Linked DNA regions of Callithrix jacchus: region 2 is linked to region 1. The links are chromatin contacts, called in public Hi-C maps. All regions are on one chromosome and are shown on one strand. Each heading gives the region's core, a stretch centred on a gene start, on an enhancer-like site or on the middle of the called end of the contact. The rest is flanking DNA. Distances are from core to core; before and after follow the strand shown. Region 1 overlaps RNF157 (ring finger protein 157). Region 2 holds the start of UBALD2 (UBA like domain containing 2).

The links. Hi-C and Micro-C count contacts between places; a contact is called where the count stands out from the background.
Region 2: a contact with region 1 is called in a Hi-C map of skeletal muscle, with 1.9 times the contacts expected there. The contact joins the promoter of UBALD2 here to the enhancer-like site in region 1. A contact is called at or near these places in 2 of 3 Hi-C or Micro-C datasets (both in skeletal muscle).

Annotation. Positions count from the first base shown.
Region 1 is chr5:132,108,921-132,115,178 of calJac240_pri, reverse strand. All of the region lies in intron 2 of RNF157 (ring finger protein 157), which reads left to right. Among named protein-coding and RNA genes, the nearest start is that of RNF157, 26 kb to the left of the region's middle. Within about 2 kb of position 1,383, at least 1 of the 16 cell types and tissues checked has an H3K27ac peak or open chromatin away from gene starts, as enhancers often do. A contact at or near this core is called in skeletal muscle, where this site is marked.
Region 2 is chr5:132,157,124-132,162,673 of calJac240_pri, reverse strand. UBALD2 (UBA like domain containing 2) reads right to left here and starts at 1,665. Exons shown (of 3, transcript XM_008997776.5): 1 at 1,268-1,665; 2 at 928-990. The coding sequence starts at 1,387.

The sequences.
Region 1 (6,258 bases), core at 134-2,633:
TTTGCAGAGAGAATGAATGTGGGTAGTGAAATTATTTGTATAAAATTAATTGTTATATTAAGGTATAAATGCCATAGACTTCCTGGCTTCTGGAATTTCCTGTCATTTCTGAAAGAGCAGACTAAAAAGTGTATTATTTGAGCTTCACACCACAGATCTACCTCTTAGGATAATCCATTAAAGCCAGTTTTTTTTCCCTCTAGAGCTAGGGTCTCATCCTATCACCCAGGCTGGAGTGCAGTGGCGTGATCATAGCTCACTGAAGCCTCAAACTCTTGGGTTCAAATGATCTGCTTGCCTCAGTCTCCTGCGTAGCTGGGACCGCAGGTGCATGCTGCTCACTGGGCCAGTTTTTTAAATTTTTTTGTAGAGATAGGGTCTTGGTTTATTGCCCAGACTGATCTCAATCTCCTGGTGTCAAGCAGTCTCCCTGCCTCGGCATTCCAAAGTGTTGGGATTACAGGCGTGAGCCACCAAACCTGGCCCAAAGCCAAATTTACTATCAAGTCTTAAGGGTCAGATTTAAAGAAACTATGTGTGTGTGTGCATGTGTGTGTGTGTGTGTGTGTGTGTGTGTGTGTGTGGTGGAAGACAGTTGGAATCTAGATTTCAAGTTTTATTTATATCTTACCATTAAACTCTTTGTAACCTTGGCAAATGTATCACTCAGGCACTCAAATTACCTACTTGTAACATGGAGACAGTTCTGACTTTAGAAGAATGTAATGCTTGGAAGATGCCTTGGAATTGCTGGACAAAAAGCAGCATGCAGCAATGTTAGCTATACTTGCTCCCTTTCCAGTGAGTTATTTCTACAGCTGTTTATCGTTCTAGGTAGAGGGATCTTCACTGGTTTCTTTGTTTGTTTGTTTTTGAAATGGAGTTGTTGCCCAGGCTGGAGTGCAATGGCGAGATCTTGGCTTACTGCAACCTCAACCTCCCGAGTTTAAGTGATTCTCCTGCCTCAGCCTCCCTAGTAGCTGGGATTACAGGTGCCTGCCGCAGCACCCAGCTAATTGTTTATATTTTTAGCAGAGATGGGATTTCACTATGTTGGCCAGGCTTGTCTCGAACTCCTGACCTCAGGCAATCCACCCACGTCAGCCTCCCAAAGTTCTGGGATTACAGGCATGAGCCACTGCACCCAGCCTCTTCACTGGTTTTTACGTACTATCTTAAGTAGTAAACTAGGCTTCTGAAGGTCTTTCTGCTCTGGTTCCTTATACAGAGGAAATAAGGTATCTGTGAATCAGTTATAAAATGTTAAATAAAGGCCATCTCTTTCCTTCCTATGTGGTGGAAGAGCTAGTGTTACTTTTCTGCTCCTTTATTGAGTTGGATCTTGTTTTGTTGAGACACTTACTGCCAAAACTCTAAGTTATTTAGAGGCTTAGTGAAATTAGGATTGTCAGAATATCAAGTAATGCCTTGACTCCTTCCTATCTGCCCTTTTTTTCTTTTTGAGACAGGGTCTTGCCCTGTTACCCAAGCTAGGGTACAGTGGCGCAGCTACAGCTCACTGCAGCCTGGAATTCCTAGGCTCATGTGATTGTCCCACCTCAGATTCTCCAATAGCTGGGACTACAAGCATGCACTGCTATGCCTGGCTATTTTCTTTTTAAAATGGGGCTTCACCATGATGGCCAGGCTGGTCTTAAACTCCTGACCTCATGTGATCCACCCACCTTGGCCTCCGAAAGTGCTAGGATTACAGGCGTGAGGCACCGCGCCCGGCCTCTTTGTTTTTTTTTTTTTAATTTTTTATAGAGACAGTGTCTTACTATATAGTCCAGGCTGGTCTCAAACTCCTTCGCTCAAGTAATCTGTCTGTCTTGGCCTCCCAGAATACTGAGATTATAGGTATGAGCCACTGTGCCCTGCCTCTACCTGCCTTTTGTAGACAGAAGTTCAAACCGTTCCTCTCATTTTATAAAGAAAGTAGTTGAGTTTTAGCCTTGCCCCTAATAGTCCATTTCCTCTTGTATGTTCTGTAGCAGGGCCCCATTGACAGCTCCTTCTTCCTCATGCTCCCGGAAACGAGGGCTACACAGCTGGCATTATTGTTTTTTCTTTTTTTTTTGAGACAGAGTCCACTCTGTCACCATGTTGGAGTGCAGTGGCGCCATCTCAGCTCACTGCAACCTCTGCCTCTTGGGTTCAAGCGATTCTCCTGTCTCAGCCTCCTGAGTAGCTGGGACTACAGACCTGCACCACCACGTCCAGCTAATTTTTGTATTTTTAGTAGAGACAGGGTTTCATCATGTTGGCCAGGATGGTCTCGATCAGTTGACCTCATGATCTGCCCACCTTGGCCTTCCAAAGTGTTGGGATTATAGGCATGAGCCACCACTGCTGGCTGCTGGCATTATTTTAAAAACTAAAATGTGCCAGGCATGGTGGCTTTTACCTATTCCCATAATTTGATCCTTCAAGTGAAGCAGAAGGATCACTTGAGCCTAGGAGTTTGAGACCAGCCTGGACAGCATAGCAAAACACTGACTCCACAAAAAAAAAAAGTTAGCTTGGGATGGTGGTACACACCTGTATTCCTAGCTGCTTTGGTGGCTGAGGCTAGAGGACTGCTTGCGCCCAAGAGGTCAAAGCTGCAGTGAGAGCCATGATTGTGCCACTGCACTCTGGCCTAAGTGACAGAGCAAGACCCTGTCTCAAAAAAAAACAAAAAAAGAAAAGAAAGAAAGAGGCCAGGCGTGGTGGCTCACACCTGTAATCCCAGCGCTTTGGGAGGCCAAGGTGGGCGCATTACTTGAGGTCAAGAGTTAAAGACCAGCCTGGCCAACATGATGAAACCCCATCTCTACTAAAAATACAAAAATTAGTCGATTACATGGTGACAGGCACCTGTAATCCCAGCTACTCAGGAGGCCTAGGCAGGAAAATTGCTTGAACCCAGGATGTGGAGGTTGCAGCGAGCCAAGATCACACTCCTGTACTCCAGCCTGGGTGGTAGAGTGAGACTCAGTCTCAAAAAAAAAGGAAAAATAAAAGAAATAAGATGCATACAGAATGTACTTTTCGTCTTTTTTCTAGTACAGATATACCAAAAGTTGTACTCAAATTTAGTTTTTGTAAATTGAACCCTTTTATTACATGTGTCAGGAAGAACAAGTTATTCAAAGGAACTCGACAGTATATCCATTTGTGACATAGGGTTTTGCACATATAGAGCTTTGTGGCTAAAAAGGAACATTATTCTGTTAGTCCCAGTGCCATTCATTCATTCCACAAATATTTATGAGTCAGAAACTGTGCTGAGAACTAGGAATGCAGATATGAAAAGACATGACTTCTGACCTGAAGAGGCTTGCTGCAGAGTGGGGCAGCTGATGTGTCCACCCTGCGAGGGACTGTGATAGGTTCTACAAGAGAGGACCAGAGTGCTCTGGAGCACAGGTCAGTGGGGATGCCCTCTATCCAGGGCAGGGGCTTCTCGGAGTTGACTCCTTTAGCCTGGAGGGATAAGCAGGATTTCCTAGGAGAGAAGAGGGGAGGTGTCTGAGGCAGGATTAATTAATAAGCAACACAAGGAAGCATGAAGATACTAAAGTGTGCTTTGGGTGCTCAGAGTGGTCAGTAGTCCATAAGGTTGGACTGTGAGGGATGCTGGTTGCAGTTGAGACCGGAAAGGCAAATTGGGTTCATATCTGAAGAGCCATGACTATTTAGAAGTTTTTATAGACTGGTCGTGGTGGCTTACACCTATAATCCCAGCACTTTGGGAGGCCAAGGCAGGCAGGTCACCTGAGGTCAGGAGTTTAAGACCAGCCTGGCCAACATGATGAAACCCCATCTTTACAAAAACTAGCCTGGGGTGATGGCGGGTGCCTGTAATCCCAACTACTTGGGAGGCTGAGGCAGGGGAATTGCTTGAACCCAGGAGGTAGAGGTTGCAGTGAGCCGAAATCACACTATTGCGCTCCAGACTGGGTGACAGAGCAAGACTCCATCTCAAAAAAAGAAAAATAATAAGTTTTAACTCTTCTTTCTATGCAGTAGAGAAGGTCATAGTCATGAATGACTTTGCCACTGACTAACTTTGTCGTGTTGGTTAAGGTGCTAGCCAATCAATGAGCCTGAGTTTCCCCATCTATAAAAATATCTACCTTTCAGGAATATTTTAAGGACTCAAAAAATGACGGTGGCTCACACTTGTAGGCCTAGCACTTTGAGAGACTGAGGCAGGTAGATTGCTTGAGGCCAGGAATTTGAGACCAGCCTGGCCAACATGGTGAAACCCTGTCTTTACTACAAATACAAAAATTAGCCAGGCATGGTGGTGCATGCCTGTAATCCCAGCTACTTGGGAGGCTGAGGCACGAGAATTGCTTGAACCCAGGAGGTGGAGTTTGCAGCAAGCCGAGGTCATGCCTCTGCACTCCAGTCTGGGGAACAGGACGAGACCCTCTCTCTCTCAAAAAAAAGACACTATTACAATCTAATTTTCATAGAAAGTTAATTCTATAAATTAATTCACAGTGTAGGTAATGAATCCGAAAAACAAGAAACAAGAAGACCAGTTAGGAAGTAATTTCTTTTCAGAAAAAAGATATGAAATACCTGAACAGGATTAACAGCATTGCAAATAAACATGGTGCAGACTTTCTACCCTAGAACCATGGACCAATTTGTAACCTTGCAGAGAAGGCCCCAAGGCTGATGAGCATTGCTGTGACTTATTTGAAGCTTCGATTGACCACATTTTGGTACCATGCCAAGGCTGAGCCGCTTCCTCCAACCCCTGCTGAGATCCCTAGAACTATTCAGAGCCTGAAAAAAATAGTAATTCTCTTAATAGCTCACAGTTATGGAAGCTTTGCTGAATGGCGTGGTGGCCACTGAGGTGTGGACGTGATTTTATGTCAGAGAGCTCATAGGCAAGTGTGGCATCATTGCTGTTATCTTTGAAGACCAGTCCTTAACATCTGATTACATTTGATTTATGACTTGTATGTTCTTGGACCATGTGTGATCAGACTAAAATAAGATGTATCTAAAAAACAATAAAATAAAATAAATACGGTGCAGATTAGAGAACTTCAGGCAGTGCGAGTTGAGGCAAAGAACACTCTAAAGGGCAGCCTCTGTGAGAGGCCACCACTTACCCCAGATGCTGTGCACATGTTATATTTGGAGATCTGTTTGTGCCCTGGACTTGGAGTAACTAGTAGGTCACAGAACAAGAACCCTGGCACTTACTGTCCCACAAGGTAGGAATGGGCGTCTTTCTCCTGCACGTGTGTTTGTGTGTGTGTGTGTGTGAGAGAGAGAGAGAGAGAGAGAGAGAGAGAGAGAGAGATTGAGAGAGAAACTGAGATTGGGTTTATTTGCCTTTTGCATGCTATCTTCTGTGTGCCTTCCTTTATAATTGTACTACGATTGTTTTTGGCCTTTAGCTTGGCAATATTGATTAATTTTTTTTAGCTGTGCATACCCTTTGGCCCATCTGTTTCACTTCTCTGAATCTCTCCTACAGAAATATTTTGAAGCATATGAAATGATTCTTATTTACAGTGTGTATTGTAGCATTACTTGCGGTAGTACAAAATTAGAAAATACCTAATGTCCATTATGGAATGGTTAAATAAATTATAGTGTGCCTATGCCATGAAATGTTATTCAGCCAAAAATGAGGTGGATCTGTGTCCACTGAGATGACTGACAGTATGTCCACAAGCACATCACTTACAGAATAAAGCAAGTTGCAGTATATAATGTAGAGTCTGATTTCATTTCGGGTAAAAATAACCATGTATGTACATGTGTGTATTTATGTACATATATTTATAGCTACATAAAAATATACAATTATAATGCATTTTGGACTCTTGGGATAGATCAAGAAGAGCAGGTGTTTACTTCTTCATATTCTTTTTTAAATTTTTCTTTTCTTTTCTTTTCTTTTTTTGAGACGGAGTTTCACTCTTGTTACCCAGGCTGGAGTTAAATGGCGCGATCTCGGCTCACCGCAACCTCCGCCTCCTGGGTTCAGGCAATTCTCCTGCCTCAGCCTCAGTAGCTGGGATTACAGGCATGCGCCACCATGCCCAGCTAATTTTTTGTATTTTTAGTAGAGACAGGGTTTCACCATGTTAACCAGGATGGTCTCAATCTCTTGACCTCGTGATCCACCCACCTCAGCCTCCCAAAGTGCTGGGATTATAGGCATGAGCCACTGCGCCCAGCCTTCTCTTTTTTGGGGGGGTGGGGGAAAGAGGCTTGTTCTGTCACTCAAGCTGGAGT
Region 2 (5,550 bases), core at 416-2,915, 47 kb before region 1:
CCAAGTGTTAAAAACGCCAAAAATTCACCCTAGAAGCCACAACAGCCTTCCTGGGGAACAATGTTTTCAGATCCCTATCGCTGAGCCCAGCCCCTCCTCCCCCAGCAGGGCTAATAGGTAACTAGGGGGGTAGGATAGAGGAGGGATGTCCTTGGCCTCAAGAAAGCAGGGTACCCCATGGCCAGGAGGGCAAAGGCTGGGGCCTGGGCCAGAGTTAAAGCAAATCCAGACCGGGGCCATTTCTCTGTGTGCTGGGCTGGTGGAGCTCGACACACTGAGATTAAAGGCACATTCCTGGCCTTATCTTAGGTCAAAATTTGTGTGTCCTCCTGGCTTGGGGGATGTATGTCCTTCCAACTTCCCAGTCCCCTTGGGCTTCAGAAGGGTGAACAGATCTTTGTGGGTAGAGCCCGGCTTCCTGAGCCAGGGTGGATTCGTGCCTTTCCTGTTCCCAGTAGCATTGGGTGTGTGTGTGGAGGGGGAGGGGGACTGCCACTCAACAGCACGAGGGGCTCCCCATAAACACAAACAACCCCAGCGCCCTCCCTGGGCCCTTCGTCCGGGTTTCCCAGTTCCCCAGAAGTCTGGGCATCATCCGAGCCCCCTCCCCATCCCCTGGCCCTAGGGTCCCCCAGCTCCCGAGCCCCTCGCCAGGCCCCCGGCCCTCTCCCCCTCCCTTCTACCACCAACTCTGGCGCCCCTTCCCCCCAGGGCCCAGTGCTGGGCACCAGTCCCGAGGCTAAGCAGCAGCAGCCCGAGAGGCGGGCCCCAAAGTTGGAAGCGCCACCGCCGGCCCAGGAGCCGCTCTTTCCTGGAAGACATTTTGGCTCTTTGTTTACATTCGCGGCGCGGCGCTCCCCGGCAACATGGCTGTCACTGCCGCGCTGACAGCGGCCCCGGCCCGCGCCCCTGCCCGCCGCCGCTTACCATCTGGTGGTGGTGGTGGCTGTTGGGAATGTTGGTTTCTTGGAAGAACGTGCTCAGCGCGGTCTGCGGACAAACAGGGTAGTGGCAACCGGACCCGGCGTTAGCAGGAAGCGCAGCGGCCCGGCCCGGCCCCCCACCGGCTCCCCCTGCCTCCGTGCCGGGCCCGCAGCTCCAGATCCTCGGCTGCCCCACGTGCAGAGGGAGCCATCCCCGGCCCCAGCCCCGGACCCGCGTGAGACCGGCTCGCTGTCGCCGCTCGGCTTCCCGGCCGCCGACAGGAGCGCTCCCCGCCCCCACCGCCGCCGCCCGGCGTCCCCGACCCCCGCGGCCGGGCTCGCACCTCGAACTGCCAGTGGGCCGCCTGCAGCAGCTGCTTCGCCTGGTCGGCCGCGCAGCCCGCGGCCAGCACGAACTGGTTGATCATGACCTGGTGCCGCAGCTCGTCCATGTTCACCGACATGGCGCGGCGCGGGGCCCGGCGGCTCTGGCCGGACGCAGACGCGGGGCTGAGCGGGCGCGGGAGGCCAGCCGCCCTAGGCTCCGTGGCTCGCGCTCACCGCCGCCGCCGCCGCCGCCCGCCAGGCGAATGTTGTGGTTCGGCTCCCGCGGCCCGGCCGAACCACAAACAACAGTGCGGGGCGGGGCCGGGGCGACCCAACGTTCGGGAGCCGCCGCTGATTGGCCGGCGCGCCGCTCCGCCAGCGCCAGGCTCCCGTAAGGACGTTCGATTCGAATCCTGCGGCCTGCGGGGCCCGCACTGTTTCTCTTTTCGCCCGGCCGCGCCCATTGGCGGAGCTCGGCACCGTGGGGCTCCCGGCATTGGCTGGCCGCTGTGTTTTGGCTCATCTGGCCTCGTGATTGGCCACAGCCGGGCGTTCGGGGCGGGGCCGAAGGTATTGATTGGCCTCCCACGGTCCTGTTTGAACTCAACTTGAAAACCCAGAGTGCCTGCTGATTGGCCAAGGGCCCTCTGTTTGCTGTTGTAGGCTAGGGGGTGGTGCTGCCAAGTTCATTCATTACTTCATTGAAACAGAACATGCTCAGCTGGAAAAGCAAGACCGAGTGGCTTTGACTCATTTCCTCTGAAAGATGTGGTCATCTCGAGAAACAGAATGATCAAAATAGAAAACAGAACCTTTGCAGCTGCTCAAGTCTCAAGAGCATCAAAAGCATGTAATTTTTAAAATAACTTTAAAGCAGTCCAATTTGTTCTAAAAAAATATTTGATTGAAATATAATGTATATTAGGAAAGTGCGATGTCGCAGGTACAGCTTCCAGACTTTTCATCAAGTGAACACCCAGATTAATTAACAGAACATTACCTGCACCCTAAGAATCCTCATCCTCCCCTCTTTTAATCACTACCCACCACAAGGATCGAGCAGTCTTTCCCTACGTTTTTAGACCAAAGACTTTGCTCTCTGAAGATGGAAGCCAAGATTTATGCACAATAAATTTGATATGCAAGGGAAAAAGTGAGACTTTCTCAGTGACCAATATCCCAAGCCAAGGATTTTTTTCTGGTTGAATCAGTTGACCTAACTGAAGCTTTCATTTCTTTTTTTTATCTCTTGCTTGTCACGAAAGCTAAGATGAAGCTTTAATTTTTACCATATTTTTAAAAAACAATGGGTGGAGTCTAGGTTTGGGGTGGCTTACACCTATAATCCCAGCACTTTGGGAGGCTGAGACAGGAGGATAACTTGAGGCCAGGAGTTCAACACCAGTTTGGGCAACATAGCACAGACTCCACTGTTACAAAATAAAAATAAACAATAAAAAACAGTGAGGGTTTCTACACAGATACTTTTTCTCAGTCGTAGCCCTTTAAAGCCCAAAATGTGGTTGCTGCTGTTGTTTTTGAGACAGGGTCGGAGTGCCATGCTCATGGCTCACCGAAGCCTCAAGTGATCCTCTTTGCCTCAGCCTCCTGAGTAGCTGGGACTACAGGCACACACCACCATGCCTGACTAATTTTTGAATTTTTAGTAGAGATGAGGTCTCACTATGTTTTCTAGGCTGGTCTTGAACTCCTGAACTAAAGTGATTCTCCTGCCTCAGCTTCCCAAAGCACAGGGATTACACATGTGAGCCACCATGCTCGGCCCCAAATGTGTTTATATGTGCTGAGCTTCCATCTTCTGGATTAGGGTTTGATCTTCAGGGCTGTGTTTGGGAATTGTAGGGGTAGGAAAAGAACTAGGAGTTTAAGCAGATTGGGGAAGGGGCAGAAGAGATTAGGGAGATAAACATTGTTAAGGATTCACTGTTAGAGTTTCTGTTTCAGGAGAACTTAGTTTTTGATCCGAACTACTAATTACAGAGTATATTTTAACTAGTTAAAGGTATGCAGAACAGAAGGAGGCTTATAATAAGAAAGCACACTGTGGTTCTATCTTGACTTTGCCTAAATTGGATTTAAGTCTCCATGTAAGAAAACTTGACAATATGTATTTTTAAAGTTTACAAACAAGAAGATTACAACTAACGTTAATGTTTCTGTACTGATGAAAAACAAATTCAGGTACTATAATGAGCTCATTCCATTTAGTTTTTTGTTTGTTTGTTTTGAAGGAGTAGGAGTCAGCTCTTTCCTGGGAATTGCCGTGGTTGCACTTGGATGCCCTGAAGTACACATGGGCTGGGATCTGGCGACTGGCTGGAGAGTCCAATACAGCTTGCAGCCTTCCAGTCCAGTAATTGCAAGGTGAAAACAAAAGTGAGCAGCCGGCAGCACACGTTGCCAGGGAGCTGAGGCCGCAAGCAGCCCAGAACAAGGAAGTACTGTCACTGCGGAGCTCCAGGTTCTCACAAGTACTTGCAGGTGTCAAGCATGTCAGGGCCGTGAGTAGGAGGGTCTACCCTGGGCAGAGACACTTTTGGCTGTAGAATATCTTTTATGAGCCCGTAGGTCTTAATTCAGAAGTTAACTTCCCAAGGAAAGCAAGAGTCCAAAATTGCCGAACCTGTTATTTCCTGGATATCAAGGCAGTTTATCCAGAACGTTTATGTAATGTTTAACAATTCCAAGGCCCAGCTGTGGGTACCTGGGCGAGGCCTGGAGGGCAAGGCCCCCAAGCCAGAGGGACTCAGGTTCTGGTTATCTTCTGTGGGCCTAAGGTCACTCGGGAACGGAGAAGGAGAGCCAGAGAGCCCGTGACTGGTGGTCCTGAGAGGTGGAAGTGCTTAATCCGTATTTCGGCTTTTGAGAATCTGGCTGGAGATGAATAGCTGGGAACCTCTGACCGCCTCACTCCTGGGAGAATGAATGAGGTCATGTTAGTAGAGGGCTTTGAGCTGATGCAATGAAAGCAACTTCCTAAATGCAAGGTTATTATTAACTGAAGGTACTATTGTTTTCATCTGAGAGGACAATGTATGGTAGGTCAAATAGAGCAAATAAAAACATGCCATGGGCTGGGCACAGTGGCTCACTCCTGTAATCCCAGCACTTTGGGAAGCTGAGGCAGGCGGACCACTCGAGACCAGCGTGGCCAACATGGCGAAACCCCATTTCTACTAAAAATACACAAATTAGCTGGCCGTGGTGGTGCTCACCTGTAGTCCCAGCTACTCAAGCTGAGGCAGGAGAATAGCTTGAACCTGGGAGGCAGAGGTTGCAGTGAGCCGAGATCCTGCCACTGCACTCCAGCCTGGGTAACGGAGCAAGACCTCATCGCAAAAAATCATCATCATAATAAAATGGCTTGAATCACAAAATGTGGTAGCCTCAGAAAGAAAATCCTTGTTACATCAATGGTCTGGGCTCCAGAACAAGCGGTGAGGCGGTAATCAAGAAGAGAAACAATCAGCAGCGTTTCCTCCATTCCCGGATAACAAGGTTGTGGTGAATGCAAGTCGCTGAATCATTACTGAAACAGGCACACAATAGCCGGACCATAACAAATAGCTGCCAGTTACCAAGCACGTCCTGTGAGCCAGGCGGCTCTCTAAGACTTGAATGTCTGTTAACTCCTTTCAATCCTCCCCCAGATCCAGAATCCCACTTCACAGGTGGGGCTACTGAAGGACAGTGGAGGGGAAGAGTGTCTTAGCTCACCCATGCTACCTTCGTTCCTGCTCCAGCTGACACTTCTGTGGGACTCTCAAAGGGCCCCTTCCGAAAAACATCTATGGAGGGCACTGAGAGTTCCACTGGAGATGCTTGAGTGAGCCCTCCCGCCTCCACAGGGATGGGGAGAAAAGGACACCAGCTGTCTTGGGTAATGGGTTGGGGGAAGGGTGGAAAATTGGCATTCCCAGCCTCCATCTCTGCAGTGCATTAAATTCTTGTTCTGGCCAGGTGCCATGGTTCACACCTGCAATCCCAGCACCTTGGGAAGCTGAGGGGACTGGATCACTTGAGGTCAGGAGTTCAAGACCAGACTGGCCAACATGGTGAAACCCATCTTTTTTTTTTTTTTTTTTTTTTGAGACGGAGTTTCGCTCTTGTTACCCAGGCTGGAATGCAATGGCATGATCTGGGCTCACCGCAACCTCCGCCTCCTGGGTTCAGGCAATTCTCCTGCCTCAGCCTCCTGTGTAGCTGGGATTACAGGCACACGCCACCATGCCCAGCTAATTTTTTGTAATTTTAGTAGACACAGGGTTTCACCATGTTG